Linked DNA regions of Zea mays: regions 1 and 3 are each linked to region 2. Evidence: chromatin contacts called from public Hi-C data. All regions are on one chromosome and are shown on one strand. Each heading gives the region's core, a stretch centred on a gene start, on an enhancer-like site or on the middle of the called end of the contact. The rest is flanking DNA. Distances are from core to core; before and after follow the strand shown. Region 1 holds the start of LOC103638293 (C2 and GRAM domain-containing protein). Region 2 holds the start of LOC100279861 (WW domain-containing protein). Region 3 holds the start of LOC100191511.

The links. Hi-C and Micro-C count contacts between places; a contact is called where the count stands out from the background.
Region 1: a Hi-C map of tassel shows a contact between it and region 2, with 4 times the contacts expected there. The contact joins the promoter of LOC103638293 here to the promoter of LOC100279861 in region 2. A contact is called at or near these places in 3 of 25 Hi-C or Micro-C datasets (ear, leaf mesophyll and tassel).
Region 3: a Hi-C map of tassel shows a contact between it and region 2, with 2.7 times the contacts expected there. The contact joins the promoter of LOC100191511 here to the promoter of LOC100279861 in region 2. A contact is called at or near these places in 2 of 25 Hi-C or Micro-C datasets (ear and tassel).

The regions. Positions count from the first base shown.
Region 1 is chr9:41,821,389-41,825,191 of Zm-B73-REFERENCE-NAM-5.0, reverse strand. LOC103638293 (C2 and GRAM domain-containing protein) reads right to left here and starts at 1,999. Exons shown (of 10, transcript XR_002265046.2): 1 at 1,460-1,999; 2 at 25-1,296.
Region 2 is chr9:42,367,865-42,372,084 of Zm-B73-REFERENCE-NAM-5.0, reverse strand. It overlaps LOC100279861 (WW domain-containing protein), which reads right to left and starts at 1,506. Exons shown (of 10, transcript NM_001152814.1): 1 at 1,194-1,506.
Region 3 is chr9:41,742,752-41,746,937 of Zm-B73-REFERENCE-NAM-5.0, reverse strand. LOC100191511 reads right to left here and starts at 2,841. Exons shown (of 2, transcript NM_001136943.1): 1 at 789-2,841. The coding sequence starts at 2,654.

The sequences.
Region 1 (3,803 bases), core at 750-3,249, 550 kb after region 2:
CATAAGAAGAGCGATACACACTACCTCTCTGCCTCTTCGCCTGGATGAATCGTGCAACCATATTTAGCACACGCTGTCCTTGTAGAATAAGAACTCCACAAACTACAACTTCACCAACAGAATCCGGCAAGTCCAGGCCCGGGAACTCAAGACCTTGAATTATACTAGGGCTTGTAAGGAAGATGTGTGCAGAAACATAAACAAATGCAAAAACTGAGGAAAAAAGTGTGAAATTTCCAAATACTCGAAACGCTAGCTTCCAGTCAGATTCTTGCTCTGGTTGCACAGAAGAAAGGACTTCATTACTGTATGTTGTATCTTTTGCATCAACTGGCCTAAAATTTTTAGCCAGCAGCTCAGAGAATTGAACATAGTTATCCTTTAAGCCTTGTTTTGCTCCATTTTCAACCATGCTCTTCATCATGGTGCTTTGGACAAAATTTATGCGCCAAGAGACCATAAGTCGTGAAGATTTTTCGTCATCTGGTAGTTCAGGTCCTGGTATTATACAGGTCAAAACCTCAACTCTGAAAGTATTGCCAAAAGGAACGTCAGGAGTACTAACATCTGCTAAAACTGCAAACATCTCTCTGTCTGCCTTCAAATATGTCATGTCTTCTGTTGCTTTCACAGCCTTAACTAGTTTGGTAGGAGCTTTTGTGTAGCTTACCACCCTCCTCAGGATTTCACCGTCATTTTCAAGTCGCCACTGTTGAATTTCAAGACCTGTAGTTCCTTGAATCTCTGCAAGTGATTGCAGAAAGTCTGAACTTGGAGAGAAAAGAAGTGTGTTCAAATCACTCGGTGCAACAGCATAAACTTGATCAAGAACAACTCCACCTGACAAATTTTCAGGCATTTCTTTCCCTTCACCTCGAGAACCAAAGGCCTTCAGTAGCTCATCGAAGGACATAGATGCACTGGCATCAAGATCCTGCTTATCAGGAGCTTCAGAGTTGGTTGACAGCATTTCTTCGGTAATATCTGAAGCGTCGTTCAACTTGGAGGAAGATGGAGCAGAAGCTTCTGCATCTTTTGGTTTACTATTAAACATTTGATATAGCTTGTTGACAAATGATGGGGCAGCGTTTGATTTATCCTCCTTGGCAACTTCTGTCTCATCGACCTCTGATACTTGTGTGCGTACCTCTATAGGAATATTTGAGAAAGAAGATCCTTTCACCAGTTCAGTTGATTTGTCTGAATTCGATGCAAGGTCATGGTCATCTGAGGCCCAATGTGCCGTTGTCTCGTCGGAGTAGTTTTGAGCCAGAGAAACGCTGAGATGAATCTCTCCTACAAAAGCCATCATCAGGAAACAAACATGTTTTGCGAGTTAATCTCTCCTACACAGGGTTATCATCATCATCATCATGGGATATGGGACAACCATTTAACTAGAAGGGAAACAAAAATCACAAACTGAATTAAACTAAGATAACTGCTTAGGTGTCATTACCGCAATCCTTGAGCTTGGACTTCTTGCTCTTGGGCTGCAGCTGGTACCACTGCATCCCGAGCGTGCGGTTGTCGGCGTCGAGCACGGCGGTGAGGGGCACCTTGACCTGGCCGAGGACGTCGTCGGCGAAATAGCGGTCCTCGTCGAGCACGGAGACGAGGAGGTTGTCACTGAGGTCCCCTACCCGGAAGGTGAACTCCTCGTCCCAGACGGGGCAGAGCGTCTTGCGCATCACCTTGGTCTTGGCCCGCTGCTTCCCGAGCTGCGCCTTGGCGTAGGGCTCCCGTGTCCCGTCGGCGTCCGTGGGCGGGAGGCCCCGCGCCTCGATGACGCGCACCACCAGCCTCATCCCCCCTACTATGTATTCGATTTGGGTGTGCGTATATCTCCTCCAGTCGAATCAAAATGGAACCGAAACAACCCGGTTTCCTTTCTCGCCTTCTCTTCTGATTGCTGCTGCTCAGGTTGGGAACTGGAGCTGATGAACACTTGGGATTGAAAAAAAAACAATGGACGACAAAGTATCAGACGGACGAGGGAGCGATATCACTGCCCGCTGGCCGGGGCCAAGAAATGCATGAGGGAGAAGGAATCCGGGAGAGCCGGAGAGAAGAGAATGGCGTCCAAGAAGACGACTTGAACTCTTGAAGACGCAGCAGCAGCGCAGACACACACACATACAAAAAAAAAAGGCCTCTCTCCCGGGAAACCAGTAAGAACGAACCGCGTGTTTGACTCGCTGGGAGGTCGAGGAGTTGGTACTGATCAGTAGCGGAGGGCAAACAAAAATTATAGTACGGCTGAAAAAAAAAAACGAAATCTGCAAGAATCTTGAATCAAACTTAAGACCAGTTACTAGAATCAAGACAACACATACACTACACTGTGTCTTGCTTTGTGATTATAGTGGAAGATATAAGAATTTTAAAAAGTAAGATATGACTAATGTCATACTAAACTATAATGGCTTCTCCGCCACTAGTATTGATGGAAGGTTCGGCTCAGGCAATGAAGGCCCGCATTCGATGGAGCTAGTCCACCCTCACGTTGCGTTCGTCGCTTCTTGGCTTTCAAACGATCTGCCCTTGTCCGTCAGGCGTCCGTTCGTCACTGCTTTACTTTCAAACGAACTTAGATGTTGTTTGGTTCATATATTGGTAACGGAATATTGGTAACGGAATGACTAACTGATAACATTAAATCATGTTTGTTTAACTTTAACAGTAATCGATACCACACTACAATAGATACCGCCTTATTTAAATTTGTTATCACCGGTATTCGAATGTGAATCGTTACCATTACCATTTACGTTACATTTCGCGAACCAAACATCACCTAGATGGCTCGGCTCGTTTGCCTCGTGCCCTCGTCTAGTTATAAAAAAGTTAGCTTAGCTCGGTTTGTTAGTATCTCAGATCAGCTCATTAGACTCGTAAGTCAAGAAAATAATACGCATACTATTTTTTAAAAAATATATACGTCTACTATATTACTATAAAAATAAATACAATTATTAAATACTAATAATATTTTTTGTTTAAATAAGCAGTTAAGAACATGTTCTACCTTCTATTAAATAAAATTTTATTGTACTGTTATAAATTTGTTATGCATGTTTCATGTTGGGCTCACGAGCTAGAGCTAGCTCATTATTGAAACGAGCTTAAAAGTCTGTCAGCTCAGCTCATTTAGTCTCAACCAGCCAAGGTGAGAGTTTCACTCATTCAACCATTCAGTTATAAATAGCTCTACCATATATATACTAGTCGGTTACCCGTTTGTTGTGACGGCTCACAATAATACCCACGTAAATTATCCATAAAAAGATATCAAAATTTTTTATTGATTGTCTCCGCTATTCGCATAATATTTGTTATGAACGCATGAATACCAAAGGCAGCAAATTAGAGACCTTCATCCCTCGTCTCCCCCACTTCCAAGGTTTCGTAGAGCAGAAGGGAACAGAAGAGACGGACATATATGTTCGTTGCCGGAGAAGGACACGACGAAGACCTGGGCATCTCGAGGCAACAGAGGTAGTATACCGCTAGATATATAGGGAGAGAGCACGCAAGTGAAGAAAGAAGCCCAGCCGGAGCAGCTCCAAACCGAGAGGCACCTACACCAGGCGTCAATTCGAGAAGAGCGAGAGAATGCGAGTGTCATCCTAGCCCTAGACCTGCCGAAGCAACACAACACCATCACCAACTCCGTAGCATATGCCGACTGCTGCCACACTATGGGCCTTGGTTGTCCAATATCTTAGACCTGGACTTCTCATTGCCAAGATAACCTAAGCGTGGCAGGCGTCACCATGTCCTCCTCGACGGCACACACGGAG
Region 2 (4,220 bases), core at 257-2,756:
GTGCACTCCCGTCTGCTGTGCCCTGTCCTCATGTCCGCGCCGCCACTCTAGGATCCAGGCTGCCGCTCCAAGTCCAGGCCGTCCTCCCGTCCGTCGTGCCCCGTCTGTTAGTCTCCCCGTCCTCCAACCACTGCTGCGCCACCGCTCCAGCATCCGCACTCCGCAGCGTCTGGTGCTCTGGAGGACGGCCAACAGTGTCTAGTGGTGCTCGTCAGAACCGGTGCCCTCTATATCTGTTGACAGTGGACAACACGCCTCTGTCTGTTGGTTGCTGCTCGCTTGCTGGTATATGCCTATATGCAACACCACACTGCACACGCTGTGTTGCTTACTTGCTAAACCATTTAAAGTTCTGAACATACACATCACACTGAAGGTATGTGCCTATATGCAACAACATTTGAAGTTTGTGTTGCTCACTTGCTAAACTATTTAAAGTTCTGAACATACACACCACACTGAAGGTAACATTTGAAGTTATGATATATTGAAATTTTCCTATGTTGTTTTCAACTACGTTTAAACTTCGTTTAAAACGTTTAAAAGTCAGAACTCCACCATGGGTGTTTCATCGTTGTGTCGTTTAGTAACCTTGATGGTACACCGAAAGGGTATGCCACTAAAGCTATTTTGTTCTTTGGGTCTGTAGATTTGGGTGGTTTGGTCATTCACGTGACACAGCCTCCCAAAATAGTAGAGAATTTAATTATGAATTGTAATAGATTTGCGGTGAAAGGGGCTGAAACTGTGACGACTGTATTTCTCGCTATATCACTGAAATTGTAACAGGCTTGGTGCACGTTCAAACGAAGTAGCAAAAACGTGACACGAAAAAGTTATGGGGCACACAAAAGTGGCAAGTCCAAGCAGTATCTGGTGATAAAGACCAACCCAATGACTTATCAGGATAAGTTCGATGAATCATATTTACCCTAAATCGAGCTGTGTGATTCAGAAGACCGGACAAACCTATTTGCGGGGTACTAGGGAACAGATGACAGTGCCAAACAGATGACAGTGCCGCTTCCCTATTTTACACGATCCACCGAAGAAAGCCTAAGATTCAAGCTTGACAATTAGGGCGAGCGACCAAAGATCGATAGCAAATCTCAAAACATGTCAAAAAAAAAGCTAGGGCACATAGCGATTAAACACAACCACATCGAACCAAACCGGGCGGCGGCGGTACTTACCGGGGGGGAGATCGAGGAAGAGGTCCAGCTTGACCCTGCGGCCCGCCGCGGCCATGGCAGCCAGGCGGCGCTCCTTCCTCCTCCCCATCGGCCGGGCACCGAGGGTTTTCGATGCGTCTGTGGTTAGAGTTTGGAGGTCGAGGTGGGGAAGCCGCGAGGGTCTCCCGCAGTTTCACCGAACGGAGAAGGGGAAGGGGAAGGTGAAGGGACGGGAAAGGTGAGCCGCCGGCGGGCGCGTGGCTTCGTGGCGTGGTTGGGCGCGTCGAGGCAAGGGAAGTGAGGGAACCTTCTTCGGTTCTCTTCTTCGTCTCCGCCACGACCTATCAGATCTAAACAGCATCTAAAGCCCATTTAGTTGGTCCAGCGCCATAAAATCAGGCCGGTCTTAAGATACGAGATTGTTTTTGGCTGGTCCGTTGAGGGCTTGTCCGATAGGAACTAAAACGGATGCATCGGAGCCATTTAGAAAAGTTTGGTGCATTGCATGATCATTTGGATTTGGTCAATAATTTGAAAATTTGTACTCAAACTGACATGGCAAATAAAAGAGACACAATATTAATGTGAGGGGTGAATAGGTGATTCTATAAAACCTTAACTAAAAACAATAAACTTGGTCTACAAATGAAGTTAGTGAAATCTAAAACCAAGTTCAATTAAGAATAGAAGGTGGATTTTTTTGCTTACTTGCTCTCACAAGATGTGTATTGAAACTAGAGCAATATTGAAAGTGAAGCAGAAAGCTAGAAAGAACAAAATCGCAATGAAAGAAAGTAGAACAAAATCCTGTGTTCGGTCGAAGGCCTACCTCCATATTTTGGTGTCTCAATGGACGAAGGTTGCACTCAACCCCTCTCATGAGATCCAGAGATCAAACTTGAATATCACGGTTATCTTCCTTATAGTATATTCTTGTTTGTAAGGAATCTACACAAATTGAAGTCTCTCACACCTTACGCAATATATTCACAATCAATAACAAGAGTAAGGGATGGAGTAGCAACACACATAAGAGCACAAATGCAGCAAGACCACGCACGCAAGTGAAGAAAAGAGCACACGAATGAAAACCGACAGAGTCTCAACTTAAAAAGCACTCAAATCTCTCTCGAATGAATCAAAGTGTGATCGGAGTCTCAGAGTTTGTTATATGCTCTTGTGATTGTTTCAGTGTGTTGTCTGGGTGCTGCTCCATGACGCCTAAGGGGCCTTTTATATCCTCAAGGAGCCTAGGAGTCGTTGGTTCTTCATATGGGAAGTAATCAGCCTTCCCTGTCTGCGTGCACCGAACTGAACAGTTACTGATCTGTTTCCTTCTACAGCCGAGCCGACCGTTGCGCACCTTCGGTTTCCTAACACACTGGACACGACTCTCTCAAGGCCACGACACGCCCGAGACAGTCACAAGTCACGTTGAGGCCAAGCGACCGATGTTAGAGATGGCAATGGGTACCCGCGATATTAGGGTATGTATATGGGCTAAATGTTCTACCCATGGGTCTCTTATTGGGCAAAAAACCTTCACCCAATGGTAAACGGGTATTAGAATATTCCACACCTACCCATACACGTTAACCCGTGGGTATAAAATACCCGGTATAAACTTAGCCCAAAACATGAACTTAGGCTTTAGTGATCCATCTCTTTTGACTATTTAACAATCTTTTGGGTGATAATGTCATAAAAGGCTTAACAACTATTTAATGACCATATAATGGAACATGTAATGTGTTATGTGGTAATATCTTAGTGTTGCTACTTTATCCAATTATCTATGGTGTTCTTCAATAGATGATTGAATGAAGCTAAAATTTTTGTAATGGTATTTAGATAGATATACTTGACATTTGTATAATGTAAATGTTTAATCTTTGTGGGTACGAGTGACCCAATGGGTGACCCATACCTACATGAGTATGGGTATGAGTATGGGGGTAAATTCATACCCACCAGTGGATATGGGTGACCCGACGGGACTATTTATTCGTTGTGAGTATGGGTATGGGATAGTAATACCCGGTAGGTATTTACCCATTGCCATCTCTACCCGACGTAGTCACGACTCATTCGAGACCAAGCGCCCGACGCAGTCACGACTCTCTTCGTCTCTAAAGGGGGAGAAGTTTCTTCCAAGAGGAGAACACTCATTTAGTGGTAGTAATAATATTTACTGCTTCAATCGGTGTCGTTGATAAATCTTTATGAGGGCAAGTCTTATTTGCTTCCTATATGCTTTTAATGTCTTCCTTTTCGGTGGTTGATGCCAAAGGGGAGAAGTTGTAGGGACCAAAGCAATGAAATGTTATCAAACACCAAACACCACCAAATTAAAATTTCTTAATCTTTGTTCCTTCAAGTGGTTTTGGTTCTTTGGTTTAAAATAGGAAGTAAGTGAATTATGGAGTTAGGGGGAGGCTTAAGTCCATAATCTCACCTTAAGGGGACAAACATGCATCCTAGCAAGTAGATTGCATATTTTTCATTCAAATGCTTGTTATATTTGCTTTCTTCGGTTGTGTTGTCATCAATCACCAAAAAGGGGGAGATAGTAAGGAAATGGACCACGAGCCATTTGGCTCAGTAGGTTTTGGTGTTTGATGATCAACATAACCTATGGACTAATGTGTTTGCTAGTGTTTATGTTTGTAGTTCACAGGATGCTAAAGTTACTTGGACTAAGGCATTGAGGAAAGCAACACCTCAAAAGGAGACATTATGAAGATCACAAATGAAGATCAACAAGTATCAAGCAAGTCCAAGAAATGAAGAATAGTGTTGCCACAGCGGACTGTACGGCTGAGAGCACCGGACTGTCTGGCTGAGAGCACCGGACTGTCCGGTGGCACACGCCGGACTTTCTGGTGCACCAGGGAACAGTAGCCCAACGGCTAGTTCCAGGTGGCACTGGTGGAGACAAGCCACTAGACTGTCCGGTGTGATGTCCGGACTATCCGGTGTAAAAGCCTGCAGCGCCAACGGTCACTTGCGGTGTCTGATCCAACGGCTAGGCGCACTGGACAGGGGCAT
Region 3 (4,186 bases), core at 1,592-4,091, 630 kb after region 2:
AGTTCGAATCCCAGTACAAGCGAATTCCAAGCTGAAGTTAAAAAAGGTCACTCGCTTGTTCCCGTGGTTGACCTATAGGAGGTGGATCCTTGTGTAGGGGCTGGGAGGGCTCAAAGCATGAGTAAAAATCTGAATTATAGGGGCAGACCCTCATGCTGCAGGGGGGCTAGCTTTCGTGGCCTTTCTCAATCGCGGCTCTGATTGATCTTCTTAATATAATACCATGGAGCGGTCTTTCCCTACCTGCCAAGTTTTTTTTAAGATGGAGATAGATTCTATAGATCACCATGCTACTTATAGCATGTTATTCGGCTTGCTCTCCTACAACTGAAATGCAGCAAACAAATATCTCCATCATATGAATAACAACAGTATACAAATATATTCCGCATATAACCATATTAGCTTAAGCTTCATTGATCGTGCCTAAATTATGATTATTTGAATGGATTTCAATTCCAAGGATCCAAACGGGCCCTTAGTGGTAGTTGAATGCAGCTAAAAGCATATAGATATGCACACATAATAGCTAACTACTGCAGGAAGCAGAAAATGTGTGGAGAAAAGAAACTGAAACACAATTCTCTAAATAAAAAGGGAGAAATGATACATCTACTAGAGAACAAAGATTCTTTCTTGCCTCTGGTTCTACACAGATGATGCAGATTCTAATAGTTTTCTAAACAGTGATGTGCAAGAGAAACTGTACGAAAGTAAATTTTCAGAGAAGCACTTTAAAAGGTGAATTGAAAGTACCAGCACAAAAGAAGTGAGAACAAAATTAGTACCTCCAGTGCATTGGGAAACAGTGTCATGCCACCAATTATGCTGAGGCCGGTGAGATACCCATTGTACCCAGGTATATCCTCCAGAATGGTAGTTGTGCCATAATCCATGAGCATGAGGTGTATCACAGTTACCACCAGTGCAAGAACATATCTCCCTTCCATGAGAAGCTGCCCTGTGGCAAATATCGAGGACAGCCAAAATGGAAGTATTGGCACAAGTGCACTTATGAATCCAAGCACAGTTGATGTGTACACAAAATGCACTTTGAAGAACTTGAACAATAGCCATGTCAGCCCCCCCTGGAATATGGCAATCTTGGCAGTGGCCAACAATACACTACTGATGGCATGATCCATGACCTCAACACAGCGGTCCTTTACTTGTTTTGACACTGGCAAAAGATCAATGATTTGCTCTGTAGCTCCACCTCCCTCCACAGTAATAAGGTAATACAGCACCCACAAGAACACCATCAGTTGTGACAGGAAATTAACAACCTCAGCCGCACCTGAGACAATGCGGAGGGTGATTGACAACATCAAATTGGCACTACCGCCCAGCACCGATGTGCTGCTGGACAGAAGCCTCTTTGCGATTTCTGTTCCCTGCAAAGCAAGCTCTTTGGCCTTGATGACCAAATCCTCTCTTGTGATTAACAGCTCCCTAAAGAATGAGTCAAGCTCCCAGTAAATCTCCACCCATTCTCTGTTTCTCACACGTGTCGCAATTGATTGCAACTTCATTGAGTATGGGTGCGGTCTGGAACTGATGAGCGCCTTGCTTTTGGGGTCAACTGATTGGCTGATCAAGAAATGCCGGAAGCCACTAGTGAAATCTGTAAGGTTGTACTGCACAGCCAATTGGTCGACCTGCTCCCACAAGGTGTCATAGATCTTGGCAGAATACTGATCGACCAAGCCAGGAATGTCATTGTCGTCCATCCACTTCTTCAAGCCAATCTTCTCTGAGTAGTTGCTCTTCTCGACATGGGACTTGAGGGACATGACGGCGTCCTTGCCCTCTAGCCCAATCTTGTAGGAGAAGAAGATGCTGCCAGTTATGAACCCAGCGATCATACCAAGCATGAGACCAAGAGCGACTAGTGTCTTAAGGTGGCGGAGGATGCCTCCAGTTAATAGGAGGCCGCGAGAGGAGGGAGGCCGACCGGAGATGCGTGAGGAGGCAGCGCGTTTGAGCTTGGGGGACGCGGCGAAGAATGCGAGCGCGAAAACGAGGAGCAGCAGCGCGGTGGCGGCGCCGAGGCGCTCGAAGAGGATGAGGAAGAAAAAGAAGGAGACGAGCCAGCGGAGGAGGCGCGGGAACGCCGGCGATGACGGGAGCGGGCGGCGCAGGAGCGCGGCGCGCGCGTCGGCGAGCGTTGCGGTCGAGGACCGGAGCACAGCGAGTGGCAGCGCGAGCAGTGCGGCGCTGAGTCCGCCACGGAGCGGGGGCTCCCAGAAGGCGACGAGCGCGCGCTGCGTCTCGCGGAGCGGGACGGAGCAGAGCAACGCCCACTGCAGCGGGCGGAGGAAGTCGGCGAGCAGCAGGTAAAGGCCGTAGAGCACGAGCAGCGCGGTGGCGAGGCCCGCGTGCGCCATGGCGATGTAGAGCGCCAGGCGCGCGTCGGGCTCCAGCGACAGCCCTGCGATGTCGGCTCCTGCCCCAGCTCCAGTCCCTACCGACGACGGCTTGGCCTTCATCTCCTTGGCACCCGCCGTCTTCAGCGCGGGCTTCTTGGGCGGCGCATCGTCGGACTCCTGCTTGGGCCGGCGGCGCGAGGCGGAGCGGAACATTTCGGACCACGGGAGCCCAAGGGCGGCCTCGTCCTTGCAAGCGCCCGCGCCGCCGCTGGGCACGAGCGCCATATGCTCGACAAAATGCCGCTACGGCTGCGGCTGCGGCTGCGGCTGCGGCAGCGGCGGGAGCGGGAGCGGAAGCGTCGGCGGGGGCTGCCCTGCGCCTCTCGGCTCTCCCCTCGCCGGCGATCTTAAGAGAGGGAGAGGGAGGGGTGGTCGATTTGGGGGGGTGATTAGTGTGGGTGGCACAGCCATGTTGCGATTTAACGCGGGGTAGATTTGGGCTGGGGTGATTAACCGGTGCTGATTGGGAGCAGGCTCTGACGCTGACATGTGGGCCAACTTATGACGAAGGTGACACGTCGTGGTTCTGTGGGCGTGTGGCCAGGTAAGCGATGTTGGACAATTCTGCTATAGCAGAATGGCATGGCCAAGTTGGGGCGAAAAAGATTAATGTTTTCCCTTCTAAATTGTATAAGCTAGATTATGATACAATAGTATAAGTAGTATTTTATCACCCTACTCTTACACTGTAATACAACTTATATAATATAGGAGATAAATAAACACACTCTAAAATGTGGCGCGCAATCTCCCCCCACTTCCATTTCTTCTTTACTTAACGCCTCCTTTGAAATGCACGATTAGTAAAATGTCACACCCGGATTTAATCGCAAATTCAGACGCAAATCAAATGTGTGATAGGATCAAGTCTCACACATATGATGACTCATGGTACAAAAATGAATGTCATATCTTTACTTTTATAATAGGGGTTCTGTAAAATATAGCTAAATAATTACATCATATGAAGACAACGATACTCTAGAACTATAGTTGACTGAGAGACGACAGCATAGATCTCTCACGAACTCATCGCGGCATCCTTCAAGCTCCTTACCTTGCGGTATCTGTCCTTGACCTGGGGGTGTGAGTACAGCAAGGGTGAGATCACATACGTTCATCACTCAACAAGTTGTGGGGTAATGTGCATGAGCTCACTTACGATGAAGCTCATGTGAAGTATAAGGCTTATCAAAAAAGATGGTTAAAACTGAACATTGCTTTTAAGTTGGTCAAAGTTCTATTAAGAGTTACGAAGTATAAGTAGATGTCATCCCAATTAAATAACATATCGTAATTAATAATAACCCACAATGCAATGCAAATGACAAATTAAGTTTAATTTTGTAAGTTAATCATGTGAGTGTCGGAGTTGCTCATGACCGTGAGCACGACTGATATACCAGTTTTACACTCTACAGAGGGTGCGCCCTTTACCCACAAGTCGTGTATCATGTCTAGCCAGGGTTTGAAAGGCCCTTAGACACTTCTGAGGTGAATGACAAGGGATCCACTACGAGGCATTTACAAAGTTCCACTAGCTTCAGAAAACCTGCTACGATTTTGTGAGAAGAGCGATATAGGAATCCCTCGTCCGAAAAGCCATCGCAGCATGATCGACCCGAGAACTTCCGTATACCAGCAACTCCTCTATTGCCCTTGCCCTTTTCAGGTAAGGTAGTCCTCCACTAGCTTTTCTAATTAGTCAGTCAAGGGCGTCCCATTCCGCCCTTGTGGTAGCACTGTTATCTCAAGTT